Linked DNA regions of Ovis aries: region 2 is linked to region 1. Evidence: chromatin contacts called from public Hi-C data. All regions are on one chromosome and are shown on one strand. The core of a region is the stretch at or near the end of the contact, and the rest is flanking DNA. Distances in the headings are between cores, read along the strand shown. Region 1 overlaps FLNB (filamin B). Region 2 holds the start of FLNB (filamin B).

Region 1 (3,413 bases), core at 264-2,763:
TTCACATTCACGTTCTGTACTGGAAATGTGGATTCTTAACCACTGGACTACTAGGAAAGTCCCCCACTGTTTCTATTTTTACATGCATTTGAAATTTTCCATTATAAAAAGTCAGTTTTTTTTAATTTCAAGAAATCATTTCAGAAATATAGACAATAAAAAGAGGTGGCTGCACTCCTGTTAACTAGGCAGTATGCCATCTAACAGTTTGTGTATACACATATGTGTATTTGCTGTCCTGAATTTATATTATACTACATGATCAGTCTTGAAATCTTTCTTTTCACTAATCACAATGTCACAGGTATCTTTTCCCTATAAAAAGATACTCTGGTACTTTTCTGGTGACCCAGTGGCTAAGACTCCATTCTCTCAATACAGGGGCCCAGGTTTGATCCCTGGTCAGGGAATTAGATTCCGCATGCCTCAACTAAAAAGATACCACATGACAGAACTAAGACTTGGTGCAGACAAATAAATTTAAGAAAAAAAAAAGTTGTTTCTGTTTACACACCCATCTACAGGTTTCAGAGGCCATCTCACCAATACTGGGTGTTACCAATCACGTTCATCTCTGTTTCTCTGACAAGTTAGTCATTCATAAAAGGAGGTCACTAACAGTTGGGCAAAGTGTTGCCAGGTGACTAGACAAAGGCAGGGCCCCCTTTCTAGTCATTTCCCAGCTTAATGAGACATGCTCTGCCACTGGCCAGCCCCTCCTGGAACTCTCACTGAAACTGTTTCTACTTCCCACTCCCCTTGGCTTCCCCGTGACTCTTTCCTCTTTCCAACCTCCAGCTACACCCACCAAAATTCAAACATTATCTCCAAGATAACTATCTGTCTGTCTCTCCATTTCCTACACGCTTTTCCCACCAAACAACCTCTGTTGCAATCTCCCATTCTGCCAGGACCCCAAAGTGAAAATGTCAGAACCTTCTAGGACTCTCCTTCAAAGCCCTGGTACAGTTCCCACAATTCCCTCCCTACCTCTTGGCAAATCCTTTTCTACACTGTCCCCCCAAATATGGGGCCCCTCCTCCCCTCTGATTCCTCAACAGCCATGAAACTCCACCATTGTTCACGGAACCCAGAACCATCCTTCTGGTAAGGTACCTACCTATATGCTTCCCAATTCACCAATAGTCTCTGCTGCCCAGAGTCAAACTCTTTAAACATTCAGCACCTTGAGAGACCCACATAACCTCTACCTGCTTTTCCACCCTGCCACCATCACCCACCACCCTCCACAATCCAGGCTCAAAGACTCCCCATTCCTGAAGCACATCTTGCTTTGAACCCCCTGGACATCTCCACCTGTTCTGTATGCCCTTTGATGGGAAGGCCCTTTACCCTAACCTCCTGCAGGATAAACCCTGGGTCATCATTCAAGGGCCATATCTATTACAAACAGATGGTGCACTTCACTACCACCAGCCTATGTGTGGTCACACCATTCTACCCTCAGCCTCCTCCAACCCCCAGGGCTGTGAGCACCGGACGGGGAGTAACTGAGCTTTCTTCATCTTGCAGCTCCCCACGCCCTGTCCCTCCCTCCCACTGACCGCAAGCCACCTGAATGTTGGTTAAACACACGTCAAAATCCACTGAATGAAACTCAACTGCAACCACATGAAAAATAAACTCACACGCTCTGGAGGAGTAAATGGCATGCCATTCAAAACTGAAAGGGTGGGGATTTCTTGTTTTTAATCAAACTGTTTACTGTGACGTTCTCTTACAAAGGGGGAAAAAAACACCCCACACCCAAACCCACAGAAATCAAAGGTAATTTCATGGTTACACATTCAGTCACAGCAAGACTTGATTACATAAAATGACAGAGTAAAGAGTATCATGAACTGGCTGGTAAGACACACTGAATGTAAGTGATCCTCATTCAAAGTTAAGGCACCCAGGGATTTTCTACATGATGAACTGTATGACGAACGTTTACACATGACTGTCCGAATAATTCACAGGACCCAGTAACAAACGAAAATGCAGGATTCTTTGTCCAGAAGTATCAAGAATATCAAGATGGCAACAGCAGAGCATTAAAACAAGCACACAGAACCCTCTTGAGTATGGGGCCCTGTACAGCTGCCCCGTCTCTGCAACCACAAAGGCAGCTCTGCTTCTGAGGTCCTGTGGTGAATAAAGGAGCAGCGATCTGCATGAAACACTGAACCCTGCACAGAATATGAGCAGCCAAGGTTGCTCATATTCATTCTGCTGGACCAACTGCCAGTCCCTGACCATAACTGAGATTTTTGGATTAGATGCCCTGTTACAAATCTGTCTTTAAAGTGCTACTGAATAGTGAGTTACTATCTATGGATGGCAAAAAAAAAATCGGGTCAAACAATTTTCCATGCCCATTTCCTTTATTCAACTTAAAGAGCAAAGAGCAGTCTCATGAAGGGAAGGGAGGGGATAGAAGCAGAGAGTATGCGTACTTATTGCTAATCAAGGAAATGGGTGTACCGGGCAGGGTCAGATCTTGCAGCAGGCAGTATCTGAACAGGTCAGAGTGTCACCCAGCCACGGGCATCAATGTGCAAAGCTCAAACTTTCCTGAGTGATGTGCTAACTGCTTTACAAATGCAAACTTGCAGATTTCATCCATAAATCAAAACATGAAACCAGTTTGCTCTATTTTTACCCAGCTTACACATGTTGGTTTAAAGGAATGAGACATGAGTCTTTTTCAAAACGATTTTGGGGGAAATATGACCCAGTAAAAGTTGGAGTCAAATTTATGAAACGTACAACGCCCAGAACGTCTGTTTCCAATGAATTCAAGGTGGGTGTTCAACCGGGAAAGCCCCCATTAAGGTCTCATTGGGATAAATGATACTTTCGTTCTGCTATTCTAAGAAGCTGGAGGGAGAGCGGTCCTCATTCCAAAAGCGATTTTGACAGGTGAGAGTTCAAATGCTTCACCGAGCTCTTGGAACAATAAAAAGATGGCGACTTGCCCAAAAGGCCTCCCCCATTCCCACCCACATGAAATAGGAGACTCCCTGCGCCTTGAAAATGAAATGCTACACAGCATTTCACAGTGTCCGTGTGTAACCATCACAGCTGACTACAGAATTTGCAGCCGTGAGCGTGCTCTGTGATGTTTATGTCGAATGTAAACACGGAGCAGAGACGTAAAAAGAGGAAAGGGCCAGGTCAGCTGGAAGCCTCTTGGGCAGCCTTCCACCTTCTGAGGTACTGAGAGCCTCTTTCAGGAATAAAATAAGGCAACGCCCAACCTCCTAGAGTCTGCTTAGATTGGGTTGGCAACTGGCCAATAGTTTCTCCTCCCCGAATTCAACCAATCACAGTCCCCACATAAATGGCTCCAGACAACACCAGCTCTCAAGCCACACACACCTTCTGTGAACATACCTTCTGCAACTACT
Region 2 (3,413 bases), core at 628-3,127, 57 kb after region 1:
TGGGCAGGGAAGCCACCCCCGATGGGGAGGCTAACTGGGCGGTGGTCCCGGAAGCAGCCCTGCCTGCCTTGACGGGCGTGGGGGAGAGCGGTGGAGAGGCCGAGGAGGCTCAGCCTCGGCACCCAGCGTCAGGCCTGCTTTCCTGGGGAAGAGACCTGAGGCAGCTCCTCACGGGCAAGAGGCTCACCTGGCAGAACGCGCGCCCTGTGTAGGTGTGCACATTCTCCGCACAGTGACATGCTCTCCACACACATGCTCTGTGTACATTCACTCTGCACACCAACACACTCGCGCGGGCACACACACTCCACGCCTCTCGCCCCGATCCTCAGAGTCCACACCCATCAGCCGCCTTGTGGCCCTTCCAGAAGCCCTCAACCAGCCGAGGTCACAGGCGGGACCTCACCCCAACTCTTCCTCCCGCGTTGCGGGTCGGGGCGAGGCGCGGGAGAGGAACCCAACACCAACTCCCTCCTCCCTCTCAGGAAGACCCTGGTGTGGGGAGGGCGGGGAGAGGAAAGCAAAGTCTCCTTTAATTGTCACCCACTTCCTTCCATTCTCAGCTGGACCCTCGCTAGCCTGAGCGAGCCCATTAACGCCCTGGCCCCGCCTCGTCTGCAACAGGGGTCTGACGGCGCCCCCGCTCGCAGGCTGCGCGAGGAGGGAGGTGACTGGGAAGGCTGTGGGCGCCCGGCGCGCACTAGCTGGGGCTCCTACAAGGCAGCGGTTACTGCGACCACCACCCATCTCCGAACGACACCTTCGGCGGCGACAGCGCAGCCAGAGCTGAGCTGGGAGCGAGGAAGACACACCCCCGCGGCTCCCCTTCCCACCTCGGGGCCCAAACCCCTTCCGGCGACCGCCAGGTCCCCGTCTCCACCTGGGCGGGAGGCCCCGGATTCGGAGAACAGTCCCTCCCGGGGCCTCCCCACCTGGCCTCCCAGCCAACGCCCATTCGGCGGCCGCGGGGCGCAGCGGGGCGAGCGCTCGGGGGAGCGCCGGACGAGGGCTCCACCCCCCAGGGACCGCGGACCTGAGGCTTCCAGTCCCCCGGCCCCCGCTGCGACGCCCCAGCTCCCGAGAAATGCCACAGCCCCGACTCTCCCGGTGCGGCCTCAACCCGAACCTTCAACCCACCGCCCCCAACAGGCGCACAGCCCCGGCGCACGGCGGGGAGCGAGCACACGAGGAGAGCGCCCTGGAGGATGGATCTCCCGAGGGGGCCTAGGTCCCCTTTGTCCTCGCGCCCTCGGGGGACAACGTCCCCCGGCCCCGGAGCCCACACGGAGCCCGCGGCTGCTCGGCGCGGTGGTGGGGGGGCACCCGACGGGGAGCTTCAGCCTCCACAGGGGCGCACGCGCGGTGCAGGCTGGAGGGCGAGGGGTACCGGCCGGGCCAGGGCACTCACCGATGGACACGAGCTTGATGCTCTCGCGGTCCAGGAACTCGAGCGCCACCGACACGTTCTCCAGCTGCATCTGGCGGAAGGTGGGCCGCTGGTGGTACTTGCGGTACATGTGCTTCTGGCTGAGCACCTCCAGGAGCGCGATGAGCCGCAGCCCGTCGCTCAGGTCGGTCTGCAGGTTCCCTATGCGCTTGTTCACGCACTTAAGGTGCTCGTTGCACCAACGCGTGAAGGTGTTCTGCTGGATCTTCTTCCAGGGCGCGTCCTCCGCCAGGTCCTTCTCGGTTACCGGCATTTTGGCGGCGGGAAGAGCGCTATGCGCAGCGAGTTGCCGGGGACTGGCGTATGGAGGCCCAAGGGCCGCGGGGAGCGCAAAACCAAAGCGGAGCGGGAGCGGGGCTCGAACTCGCTGCTACCGAAGCCGCAGCTGGGGCTGCTCTGCGCCCGCCTGCCCGTGGCCGCGCGAGGCGTCTGGCCCCGCGCCTGCGCACTGCGTCGGCCCGCCCCTGAAGCTCCGCCCAGTCCCAACCCTCAGGAGGGCGCTCCCGGGCCACGCTCGCCCCCTGCCGCTCGAAGCGAGCATTACGGCCCGGGAGTCCAAGTCCTCTGGGGTCCCCGCGCTCTGTGCTCACAGCCTCGGTGAAAGGAAGCTAGGCGGGAGATGTCCAGCTTCTCAAGGAGGTCACCCGGTGCCAGAGTGAGGGGACGTGCAGAGGTAGGAACCTGGACAGAATGGGCAGGGACGGTGGCATGGGTCACGCGGGAGGGGTTGGCGGGGAGGGGTATTTCATCCACCTGCAGGTTCAATAAGTTTCAATAAAACCTTTCACTGAGCTATTGCTGTGTGCTAGGCTCTGTGTTAAGGACTTCCCTGTAGCTCAAACGGCAAAGAATCTGGTTGCGAGACAGGAGGCCAGAATTCGATCCCTGGGTTGGGAAGTCCCTCTGGAGAAGGGAATGGGAATCCACTCCAGTATTCTTGCCGGGAGAATTCCAGGGACAGAGAAGCCTGGCGGGTTACAGTCCACGGGTGCGCAGAGTCGGACGCGACTGAGCAACTAACACAGTCCACAGCCTCCGTGTTAGGCACTCGGAGCTTCGGGAAGGAAATGGACATTAAAAAAAATAAATTTATTTGGCTGCCTCGGGTCTCAGTTGCGTCATGTGGGACCTTTCCTTGGCGCGCTCAGGCTCCAAAGCACAGGCTCAGTAGTCGGGGCGCGCTGGCTTAGTTGCCAGGTGGAATGTGGGATCTTAGGTCCCGAACCAGGGATGGAAATTTGTCGCCTGCACTGGAAGGCGAATTCTTAACCACCGTAACCAGGAAAGTCCCTGAAATTGACATTTTCCTTCTCATATTAACTGGACACATATGAATTATAGTATTATCCTTCATAGTATTTATTGATTGCCTGCTAACTGAGGCCTATGAGCCTTCTTAGCACCTGCCAACAAATGGTAAATAAGACAAACTTATAATTTAACCTTGAGGAGTTCATAGACTAATGGAAGAAAAAAGTATAAATCATCTAACACAAACACCCTAATGGTGGTGGCAGAAATGAACCGTAATTTGCCATGTGTATTAGTTCCTTAATGCTGCTGTAACAAACTACCAAAACTTTGTCTTTAAAACACACACACACACACACACACACACACACACACTGTTATCTTGCTTTTCTGTAGTTTAGAGTCCCTCAGAGGGCTCACTGAGCTAAAATCAAGGTATTGGCAGGATCCGTTCCCTTCTGGAGGCTTTAGGGAAGAACCCATTTCTTTGCCGTTTCCAGCTTCTAGAAACTTCCCAAATTCCTTGGCGGAGGCTGCTTTCTTTGTCTTCAAAGCCAGCAACATCAGGCGGAGTCTTTCTCATGCTGTCTTCTCTCTGGTTCTCCATAGTCACATCTAATTCTTTAAGGACCCAGTTGGGAAGAGGGGTTGGGCAGGATGGAGAGATGTCAAGGGCTTCCAGCTCTGGGAGGAGCCCACAGATGTGTGGTTGAGG

The links. A called contact is a pair of places that touch in the nucleus more often than the background predicts.
Region 2: a contact with region 1 is called in a Hi-C map of tail adipose tissue, with 2.6 times the contacts expected there. The contact joins the promoter of FLNB here to the enhancer-like site in region 1. A contact is called at or near these places in 5 of 16 Hi-C or Micro-C datasets (blood, hypothalamus, muscle and 2 more).

What each region holds. Positions count from the first base shown.
Region 1 is chr19:43,327,363-43,330,775 of ARS-UI_Ramb_v3.0, forward strand. The region is part of intron 1 of FLNB (filamin B); the gene reads right to left. Among named protein-coding and RNA genes, the nearest start is that of TRNAG-UCC, 3.3 kb to the right of the region's middle. Within about 2 kb of position 1,514, at least 5 of the 54 cell types and tissues checked have an H3K27ac peak or open chromatin away from gene starts, as enhancers often do.
Region 2 is chr19:43,384,285-43,387,697 of ARS-UI_Ramb_v3.0, forward strand. It overlaps FLNB (filamin B), which reads right to left and starts at 1,878. Exons shown (of 46, transcript XM_060402298.1): 1 at 1,409-1,878. The coding sequence starts at 1,700.